2 separate regions of the Mus musculus genome follow, and region 1 is linked to region 2. The links are chromatin contacts, called in public Hi-C maps. All regions are on one chromosome and are shown on one strand. The core of a region is the stretch at or near the end of the contact, and the rest is flanking DNA. Distances in the headings are between cores, read along the strand shown.

Region 1 (5,697 bases), core at 2,422-4,921, 220 kb after region 2:
CTAAGGAGCAGGAGCAAGAACAAGGAGGCTGAGGCAGGAGGATCCCTTGATGCCAGGAGTTCAAAAGCAACTTGGGTTGCCTAGAAAAGTCTTTTCTGGGTGCTAAAGTGATGGCTCAGTGGTTAAGAGCACTGACTGCTCCTTCAGAGGCCCTGAGTTCAAATCCTAGCAACCACATGGTGGCTCACAACCATCTGTAATGGGATCCAATGCCCTCTTCTGGTGTGTCTGAAGACAGCTACAGTGTACATTAAAAAGTGTACATTAGAGGCACAGGCAGGCTGTCCCAAAGCTGTGAACAATTGGAGGGAGCCTTTCCAGCCTTTGGTCTTAGTTTCTATACAGGGGACTAAGACTCCTGCCCTGAGGCCAGGCTGCCAGAGAAGAATGGCCAGCAGTTGTGGTCTAAGAGACACTGTAGCTGTCTTCAGACACACCAGAAGAGGGCATTGGATCCCATTACAGATGGTTGTGAGCCACCATGTGGTTGCTGGGATTTGAACTCAGGGCCTCTGAAGGAGCAGTCAGTGCTCTTAACCACTGAGCCATCACTTTAGCACCCAGAAAAGACTTTTCTAGGCAACCCAAGTTGCCTAGAAACTGGGGAATGGTCCAGGAGTAGGCTCCCCTTGGGGTGATTCAGCAGGAATTTACATTAAATAAATAAATCTTAAAAAAAAAAAAAAAAAGAAGGAAGGAAGGGAGGGAGGGAGGAAGGAAGGAAGGTCTTTTCATTGGGGATGAAGGGTGGATACCAGGAGGATGGTTCAAGGTTAAAGCTCTCACCAGTCAAGTGCTCAGGACTAGAGTTCAGATCCTCAGAATCCAGTAGGTGTGAAGGCCCACCTGTAATTCTAGCTTCCTAGGGAGGAGATGAAGCAAGCTGGCTTTTGAGACTAGCCATATCTGCTGCTCAGTGAATAACAAACACAAGAAAATGTGTGTGAGGAGGCTCTTGTCAGACATTCATAAAGGCTCTGGGTTTGATCTCCAGTGTCACAAGTAATACGACCTACAACGAGGAGAGAGATATGGCTGAATTGTGGGTGTCTGGTGAGGACAGGGTTGGGGAAGCTAAGAACTGGGGAGCTCTAGAACAAGCCAGAATTCCGAACAACCATGACAAGAACCAGGCAGAACTCAACCCTTTCCCTGCCTAATTCTAGGGGATAGACTTGTCATTGATTAAATACAACCATGCTAGACAAGCAAGGGTCAGGACTGAAGGGACATCTCTTAGACCACAACTGCTGGCCATTCTTCTCTGGCAGCCTGGCCTCAGGGCAGGAGTCTTAGTCCCCTGTGTAGAAACTAAGACCAAAGGCTGGAAAGGCTCCCTCCAATTGTTCACAGCTTTGGGACAGCCTGCCTGTGCCTCTAATGTACACTTTCAGGAGCTTTGAGATAGTCTCACACTGTACCTGGCGCTCACTATATAACCCAGGTTAGCTCATGTAGTGTGGGGATTACACCATAAGCCACCATACTTGATGGATGCACATTTGGAAACAATTCTTCCTCCTTTCCCCTCTCTTTCCTCCTTTTCTGGTGGTCCTAGCTAAAGCACACCCCCAAACCAATAAGTGGGCCCCAAAGCACCCATTACTAAACCACCAGTCCTATATGCAATCCTTTCTTCTAATTCAAACTCCAAGCCAGCAAGACTCAGACTCAGCCAAGGGCTACAATCCCTGCCCCTTCCCCAGGGCTGCATTCCAGACACCCAGTCCTCACTATCCTTACAGGACAAAGCCAGGGTAGATACTGAGAGTTTATTATGACCTTCCTAGAACTTCCTGTGCAATTTCTTCATCTGATATTTTCCTAACCTTGTGAACATAGACATTCTCATGCCCATTTTACAGATGAGGAAACCGAGGTCCCGGGAGATTAAACACTGTTTGGGGCAGAGCTCTTATGTCAAACCTAAATATATCTTGCTTTCCCACCACAGCTGTGATCGCCCAAACATTTGAATGGCTTACTTTGTGCCAGGTCTACAGACAAATAAAATAGTTGCTGCTCTTGCAAGTATTAAACTCTGTAGAGCTTAGCAGGGAGCAGTGGCATAGAGAGATAGTTCGAGTACCTCTGGAAATGTCCTGAACACCTCACCTTACATGGCCACTCACAGCCTCAGTGCTAGCTGCTGGCTGCCCTGTATGCCTCTCTTTCTATGGGGTCTGTACCCACACACCTAACAGCAGCCCTGGCCTCCTCACCCCCCCCCCCAACTGACCTGATTGGGTAACTTATTAGGCCTCCGAGGTCCGAGGTACAGGAGAAGAAAGCTTAGACTCTGGCAACCTCAGGCTGACTTGGTTGAGAAATGGGCTCAGGGGCCCCCCGGCACACATGCTGAGAGGCCCTTGCAAGGTTTTCATTGCTGCCTGTTAAAGGGCTTTGGGCTTCCTCTGATGAAAGGCGTTTAAGTGCATCTGGTTATGATTACAGGGGAGGAGAAAGCCAGGCGGTCTCTGGGGCTTTGGACCAGTCATCTGGCTCTGCCTTCCTCCTCCCAGCAGAGCTGGCTGCTGGTGAGGCCAGGAGGCCAGGTGTGGGGGCAGGCAGGAAGCAGAGGCAGTCAAGACCCTCCGACTCTCCAAGACGCCTGACCCAGGCCCTGGCTCTAGCAAGCGGCATTCCCAGAAACAGGCTGGTGACTCACAAATGCCAGGCTCTTCTGAGAAAGCCAAGCTGGGGTGGCGGGTGCCCACCTCTACCCAACAGCTCTTTCCTGATTTCTACCCGCTTCAATCCTGTCCCAAGAACCTGAGACCCCCTCTGCCCTGCTCCCTCTGAGTACAGCCTTTTGCCTCAAGAGTTTCTGAAAATGATTTAAAATGAAGGGGGCGAGGAGGAAGCATCCTAAAAACGCACTTTTGAAAAGAAAAAAAAAAAAAAAAACCTCACCTCAACCGGTTTTTTTTCTTTTCAGCTAGTCTGGTATAATTTTCCATAAAACAAAAGAATAAACATTACAAACGTTCGCTCACACTGTAATGAACAACCATTCTTAAAGAAGGGACGAGATTAATATGAAAAATAGGTTGTCCCAAGCCACCGTGTGTCCCGCACCTGTCTCTGTGTGTGCATAAAAAAAGCTCTTGGGGGATCGGATGGGTTAAACACCCTCTCAGTCCTAGAAACGAAAATGCATTTTCTTCTTCCCGCCCTGGTTTAATCCTGCTGCGTGTTATTATTGTCAAGTCTCTTCGCACCACCGTTTCTAAAAAGAAAACCCGTGGGTCTGCACGGCCCTCTGCCGCCTGCTCGGCTTTTATTGTGCACGCAGCAGGGTCTGCGTGGATCCAGCACGTCGTGACAGTCTTGCAGGCGCTCGCGGACACCCTCGGAATGGCATTTCGATCTGAGCTAGGAGCATTGTCTCAGAGGACACACACACACACACACACACACACACACACACAGGGGTTGCAGACCCCTTAGCCAGCCCTTCTCGTAACCCATAATTAGAGATGACCTTTGAGAAAGGCAATTAAAATATGGTAATGATCGATGCACTTGCTTGTTTCCAAAAAGGCAAATAAATAAAACAGGTGCTAGCTTTAGCCAGCTCCACCTGGCCGGGCCGGGGAGACTCCTGTGGCTCATGAATGAACTCTTTCTCCAGAGAAGCTTCAGCTACCTACGTGAGCGAGGGTTCCACCCCCTACTACTTTCTCTTCCCCTCCCCCACCCACGCTCGAGCAGCCGGGAGCTTGCTGACGGCAGCGGGGCTTTGTCATCGACACGCACACATCGACACGCACACGCACGCACCGGGCCACCGCGGGACTGCGGCGGCTGCCCTGTTGTGGCCTGGCTCACCGCGTTCTCCTCCCCGCCCCCTCTTTTAAAGAGCTGCTCGGGACCCTTTCTTTCCATCCTTTCCATGGGCCTTTGCGGCCAGTAATATGGGGGTGGGGGTTCCCTCCGGGTGCGGGATGGGCAGAGAGGACTCTGAACCCAAAAAGAGGTCAGGATACGCGGACCCCACGGCTTTGTTTTGCCCCTTGCTCCTGCCCTGAGGTCGGCAAAGCCCTCGCCAAGCTAAAGATCTACTGGCAAATAGGCAGGCGCATTGGAAAATACCAGCACTTCCCCAGGACCAAAGCGGACTGTGACCCCCTACACCCCTGAATTCACTCGGGGTTTGGTCTGGGTGGAGAGCATGTCCCCCCGCCCCCCGCAGGATCTCCCTTCCACAAGTGGCTATCCCAACCCAGACAAATTGCAGCGTCATTATGGTGGCTCCTGTTGCTTGAGGCCTCGGGGTTACTTGGGCTTCACACGCACCCCACTTCTACACTGAGGAGAGGGCCGGGGTGGGGGGGGGGGGAGAGGGGCAGGAACCCGGGATCCCTGGGGACTGCCTGGAGGAGAAACCGCATCGGGCCTTCTTCCCATTCCTCCCGGCTGCCTTCCGGGACCATGAGCACGGAGCCAGGGCGGCCTCTCGCCTTTCATTACCGGGCCTACGAAAGCAGCAGCCCAGGCAAATATGTAGCTATTAAAATTAATCGCCCTGCGTTGTCAGCTGAACATAATGCAAATTATTTATGGGCTGTCTGCGCAATATTTATCATCGTGCAGGCTCCAGGCGCTTAGTGCCTTCTGGCCTACCCCGCCCGCCCTGGCCCGCGGAGGCCGAAGATGAACGCAGGCTGCAGCGGCCCAAGGGAAGATCTGGGCACCCCAATAGTCTTCCCAGGACGAGGCTGTGTATCAGTCTGTCTTCCAGGCCCAGAGATTCACTTTAGTTTCTATCGTACATTGCTAATATTTTTGGAGGCCTACTACGTGCAAAATTGACAGGCCTGAGAAACTAAGGGTGTGTGTGTGTGTAACCATTTTAAACACACTTCTGAATCACAGGCAGGACGTGAGTTCGAGCGGCGATGCAAGCAGATCTTTGACTGCCTAAGAGAGTCTAATGAGACCTCAAATCAGTGCCCCATCTGGGAAACCCAGTTCTCCAAAACTGGATTTGCACTGGAAGAAACTATGGGCATTGGATGTGCCCAACAGATCCCGGCTCAATTGGAACAGGAATTCGGCATCCTCCGAGCCCTAGAACTTGTTTGGTGACCGCAGATAACAGATTAACTGCTAATAGTCGAAATCCGCCGAGCGTTTAGTTTATCACTGCTGGGGGCCCTAGGTATTCATTGCACTTTTTTTATATGTAAAAACAGCCTTGCTACCTCCCAAACGGCTTTTGTTTCTCTTTCAAATACAGTGCTCTCGAAAACAGCAGCAACACGCCACCCCGCCCCCTCTCCAACCTCGCCTTCTGGTTTAAAAAACACAAAACAAAACAAAAACCAGGAGGAAAAATAATCTATAAGACAATCCCCCCCTACTGGTCGGCGCTGGCCTAGGGGCTTTTTCCGCAGACCGAGTCGCCCAAGGCTGCCGAGGTAAACAAGCTTTCTGAACCTCGGTTAAATCACAAAGGGGAAGAGCCGAGGCTGCCAGGCACGGGGAAGCCTGAGGATCCAGCTTGGGCATCCAGGCGGGAAGGGCTTAGGGTTTAGGACAGTGAGCTGGAGGCTGGTTAGTCCTAGCCAGAGGCCGCGCGTAGCCAAGGAAGTGAGAGGGAGGCCCGTGGAGCTCAAGCAGAGACTCTCCACTACATCACCTCTAACCCCACCCCGCGCCAAATTAGAGAGGTTGGGTTAAAGCTCTGCCTAG
Region 2 (5,426 bases), core at 661-3,160:
GAATCTGTTAAAAGTGTTTGTGTGTGTGGTTATTGTTGTTTTGGTTTTGGTTTAACGCTAGCCAGGCATAGTGCTGCCTGTAATCCCAATATTGGGAGGTTGTGGCAGGAGCATCATGAATATGAGGTCTGTCTGGGCTCTAGAGTGAGATCCCGTTTTTTTTTAAAAAGGGACGTTAAGAGCGGGTGTAGCAAACCAAGCCCATCCTGTAAGCAGAACCATCCACCCTGGTTGTGTCGCCTTAGCCTCTCACAGGGGAGGCCTTGCTTCTGGAACGGGTTTAAATGTTGTCTTGTTTTAATTCACAAAGCAAACTGTGCTTATTTACAAAAAAAAAAAAAAAAATCAAACAATTCCCAGGAAAAAAAGGAAACGAACAAAAGGTGACGCTTCCTTTTTCTTCACTTGCAGATACTGCTTCTTCCCTGGGGAGTCCGTCGGCGCCTGACCACACAGGGGCCTATTGTACATAAATGTGTTCGTGCTCTACATATGGATTTACAATTGGATTTTTTTTCACTTCATTTCTTTGGAGAATATTCCGTATCTGTCTATGTTATTTTTTCAATCATCTTACAGTATTTCATGACCTGGATACGCCTTGTTTATTTAACCCCCCCCCCCTTCTGTTGAGCATGAAGACTGTTCCCAGTTTGAGGGCATAAAGTGATGGCAGGAAACCCTGAGTGCTGGGGCAGGTCTACCTTAACAGTAGAAATCTGGGCTATCGGCTCAAAGCACATTTAAATGCGTATAAATATGGCCGAATTGTTCTCCAAAGACGCTGTTCCAATTCACATCGCCACTGTCTGTCCCTTTCTGCCTCCTCCAATACTTTTCTTCTGCAAACGTAAGGGAAATCAGCATCACGTTACTGCCCCGTTTATACTTAGCTCTGCTTATGGGTGAGGTGGGCATCTTTTAAGAAAACGCCAGTGATCCATGCCACCCTCTCAACTAATTGTCTACTAAGAGATTTCAAAACGGCTTTTGTTCATTCTTCAAGATGTTTCTTATTAGGTCTGCATTGTATGTGTGTGCGTGCATGTGTGTGGCAATGGTGTTCCTCCCGTGCGGGTGCATGTGGAGGCCAGAAGTTGGCATCAGGTGTCTGCCTTTAATGCCTTCCAGCTAAATTTTTCAGACATGGTCTCTCACAGACCCCGATACTCACCAATTGGTTATACTAGCTGGCTGAGAAGGCCTCTGGACCCATCTGTGCCCATGTCTCTCGCGTCTCTCCCCCAGCCCCGTGGTTACAGGCACATATCACCACGCCAGCTTTTGCATGGATGCTGGGCATCTGACCTTGGGTCCGCATGCTTGCAAAGCAAGCACTTTTACCCAGGGAACCATCTCCTCATCTCCTCAGGCTTTGTCTTGCTTTTTTTTTTTTTTTTAATTCAACTGGTATTTATTTTGGTATGGGGTGTGAGATTCGGTCCTAAGGCTAACTTGGCATTGCTTATAAATGATGTTATTTTTAAACATTTAAGGTGAAAGAAAGGTTTACACATAGACACCAAGAGCAGCTGTGTGTATATAAACACAAACAGCTTAGTCAGTCTGGAGAGCAAGGGGCAGACTAAGAGGCCCATGCCCCCCATTCAGAGTTGTACCCCTGCAGGCTGAGAAGGGTGCTCTGCCTGCCTTCCCACACAGGTTCCTGCTGTCTGCCCTGCAGGAGGATTCAGGCAATCAGGGGTTGGCTCTGGCTGCTCACTGGCCTAGAGAACTCTGCAGTTAGACCTGAGCTGGCAAGGGGAACCTGTCCCTCTGCCCAGCCCAGCAATGCAGGCTTCAGACTGTGAAGCCAGGCTGACCAAGACACCAAAGAATGCAGACTGCCCTGCAAAACACTGCGGCAAGCTGTCCCCACATCACCGTCCTGGATGCTTAATGTAATTACACCAGAGCGAGCAACTTCCGGCCTGACTCAGGATGGAGGCATCCTAATAAGGCCAGGCCCTGGGGAAGCCGAAGAGTGACAGAGGCAGCCGTCATCCTAGAGAAATCACTTGCTTCCTGATCCTCAGGCCCCCTCTTTTGCTACCCAAAGCATGTGAGGAACCCAGGGGAGATTAAAAAAAAAAAAAATTCTGAAACCTTGGGAGCATGTGGGATTCTGGCCAGCCTGTGTGCCTGTATCGTGGCCGTTGACCTGGCCTTCAAAAGCTCCAGTGTGAGGAGCCACTTCACGTACCCCAATGCATCAGACTCCTGGGAACGCCAAGGCCTTCCCTGGGAATAGGGAAGCCTTCCTGATAGTGTCTGCAGAAAGTACCAAACTCCTCCCAGATGACCGTGGCCTGAGACTTACCGGTACAGAAACCCCCTCTAGCTAACCCTTGCCTCTGTTTTCCTGCTTTGTATAAGAAATGGCCAGGTTTCCAGGTTGCTACTGGTACATCTCTGTCAGAAAGCAGATATGAGGCAGCCTCAGCTTTTCTATGTCTGTGTCATTTCCTCCATTCCTGTAGTCCCCGCCAGCTTCATCCTGCAGATGATGACACCCGAGGCTGGTGGGTTTGAGCTTGAAGAGGTTGGGAGTCAGAGCCGGGAGCATCACTGTGAATTAGAGGCCAACCTCATCTACATAGTAAGACCCTGTCACAAAAATAAAAGTTGGAGAAGGAAGAAGCCACACAGCCTACCATAGTCCATGAAGCAGGTATGTCCAGTCTTTTGCCATTGTGACAGGATTTTGTCATATACAAAGTTTATGCTCACAAGCCATGGATGGAGCTAAAAACAGAAAAGAAAACCTCATGTTGTAGGTTTGCAATTTTGTGTGGGGCCCATTCTTAGCTAGCCTCCATCCCAGGCGGCAACACTTGGCCTGAGGGCCAGAGGTCAGACACGCCTGAGCCGGCCATCTCCTCTGCTCACAAGCCTCCCCTCCCCCAAGGCCCAGGGTTGATGATTCTACACAAACCAATCACAACCTTCTTGGAAAACAGCCTGAAGATTCTGGGAGTTTATTCTAGCGCCTTCATCAACTCTGACGATACTGCAAAGAATCAAGCAACTTTGGCTGCCCCAGCTCATGAGGTTTCTTATTATGGAAACTAAGCAGTCACACAAGACAGCCAGAATAAAAGCTGCAGAGGCACTGTGGGTGACAGCAGAGGAAACCAGGAAAGGACACAGACTGAGGGTCCTTGTTCAGAGCTTTGAGAACCAGAGTTTCATATATGGGATTTGTTAGGGTTTGCATGTGTGTAATGAGATATCTTGGAGATGGAAACTAAGCCTCAGCTCACAATTCCCTTATGTTTCCGATACAATTTGTCCATGTAGCTTCAAAGTAATTTTAGACAGCGCTTTCAGCTGGGGCTGGCTGCAGCCCATCACAGCTCAAAACCCATCACATGAAGGTTTTGACTTGGGAGCATTTTGAATTTGGGGGATTCAAGATGCTCAATGTGTACAACCAGGAGGGACCCTTTGCAGACAGTGACATCCTAGCCAAGAGCTGGAGTTAGCCAAAGAGAGGAATGGGAGAAGAACTCACTGAAAAGGCTTGAGGCTTTCAAGAAGTGGTGGGAAGTAGCAGATCCCAGAGAACAAGGGAAAGGACACAGGGCAGAAGAAGCTTGCCAGAGCCAGAGCTACATGGTGAGACCATGTCTCTGAAAGATGGGGTGGGGCGCTGGCCTGAAGCCAAACAAGCACAGAGGGCTGATGTATACTCCAATAAAGGTCCTGGTCTTCAGCACATCTGGTACCCACCATGCATCCTGTGAACCCTCAGATGTTCCTAGCCCGAATCACCAAGCCTTCTAGTTCAGGCTGTAAACATCAGTGATGAGAAACAAATGGTCCCCACTCTGCATACTGCAGTGCTGTCTGAGTCTGAGGTAGATTTCTCTCCAGCAGCAGAGCCTGCACAGAGACTAGAGGTGGAGCGGAGGGAGGTGCCACGCAGCTTGAAGGGGAAATAGTGCTAGCACTCGAGGTCCTGGAGGGCAATCGTGGGAGAGTGACTAATTGCATCTGCCTGGCTTGCTGGCTGCGGCACGTCCCTCTCGCTGCACTGTGGAGAACAGACTGGAAGGGTACATGTGCAAGAACAGATGACCGCCAGAGGGGGGGGGGGGGAGAAAGACAGAGAAAAACAGAGAGAGGGAGAGAAAGAGAGGAGAAAGAGAGACAGAGAAAAACAGAGAGAGAGAGACAGAGAGACAGAGAGATAGAGAGGCTGTTGAGACAAGTAGAACGAGACAGAACTTGGAATTCTGAGGTATGGAGATGGGTTCCAGGTTTGTTCGGAAGTCATGGAGGGGGTTAGGAGAGACTGGGAGAAAAGCAAGTGGGGCTGGATTTGTGGAATCCTGAGCCTGAACTTGAAGGCTTGGTGATTCAGGGCCAGGACCATCTGAAGGTTCACAGGATGCATAGTAGGTACTCACATGCCAGGACCTTTATTGCAGTATACGTTGGCCCTCTGTGCTTGCAAATCCTCTTGTGCAGCCAAAACACAAGGAGGTGCGCTGTGAAAATCTAGAATCAGGAAAGAGGTCTAATACCTTCATGGAAGGGCCCTTCGTCACAGCACTACAGAGGGTGTGGAGGAAGAGGCCAGTCTAGATTTCCCTTTCTCAAGAAATCAGAGGTTGAGAATGTAGCTCACAGTCAGAATATTTACCCAGCATGCACTGGCAGATACCCCCTGGGCTCTATCTCCAGTATTATAAAATATTTATTTTAAAACTTAAAAAAAAAAATACAGGGTCTTACTATGTGGCTCTGACTGCCCTGGAACAAACTCAGTGTGTATATCAGACCTCAAAATCACAGAGGTCTTCCTGCCTCTGCCTCCAGAGTGCTGGGATTAAAAGCATGCACCACTACATCCAGCTAACAAGCCAGGGAGATGACTTAGTGTGGGAGGTGGGGCCTTGCACCCAGAAATGCAGCACATCCATTGACTTAGCCATAATCTCCACCTGAAGTCACCTGGACCTCAGAAGGAGCTACTGTGCTTTCAAGGCTACCAGCAAGGATAGGCTGCAGCTCAGCTGCAAAGCACTAGACTCGTATTCATAAGACTATAGGTACAATCTACAGTACTTCCAAAAAGAAAGGAAAGAAGAATACAGAGAGGTGGTGATGCATACATTTAATCCCAGCACTCAGTAGGCAGAGGGAGGTGGATCTCTGAGTTCGAGGCCAGCCTGGTCTACAGGTCTAGTTCTAGGACAGCCAAGGATATACAGACAAATCCTGTCTCAGAGAGAGAGAGAGAGAGAGAGAGAGAGAGAGAGAGAGAGAGAGAGAGAGAAGAAAAAGAAGGTGGAGGGGAAGAAGGTGAGGGAAGGAAGAAAAGAAAGAAGGAATGGGAGAGAGGAATGAAGGAAGGGAAGGAAGAAGACAAATTTTGAGTGAGGTCATCTCCCACTCAGAGCTCTCATGACACCTTGTTT

Evidence for each region. Hi-C and Micro-C count contacts between places; a contact is called where the count stands out from the background.
Region 1: a Hi-C map of the N1E-115 cell line shows a contact between it and region 2, with 9 times the contacts expected there. The contact joins two enhancer-like sites. A contact is called at or near these places in 1 of 39 promoter capture datasets (liver), 2 of 484 Hi-C or Micro-C datasets (the N1E-115 cell line and muscle stem cells), 3 of 115 datasets of contacts at active chromatin or transcription factors (embryonic stem cells, fetal liver and stem cell-derived neural progenitor cells) and 1 of 9 other capture datasets (liver).

Annotation. Positions count from the first base shown.
Region 1 is chrX:12,148,155-12,153,851 of GRCm38.p6, forward strand. It overlaps a transcript of Bcor not described here. Among named protein-coding and RNA genes, the nearest start is that of Gm46687, 59 kb to the left of the region's middle. Within about 2 kb of position 3,672, at least 84 of the 459 cell types and tissues checked have an H3K27ac peak or open chromatin away from gene starts, as enhancers often do. A contact at or near this core is called in the N1E-115 cell line, where this site is marked.
Region 2 is chrX:11,927,746-11,933,171 of GRCm38.p6, forward strand. No RefSeq gene overlaps it. Among named protein-coding and RNA genes, the nearest start is that of Gm52427, 35 kb to the left of the region's middle. Within about 2 kb of position 1,911, at least 34 of the 459 cell types and tissues checked have an H3K27ac peak or open chromatin away from gene starts, as enhancers often do. A contact at or near this core is called in the N1E-115 cell line, where this site is marked.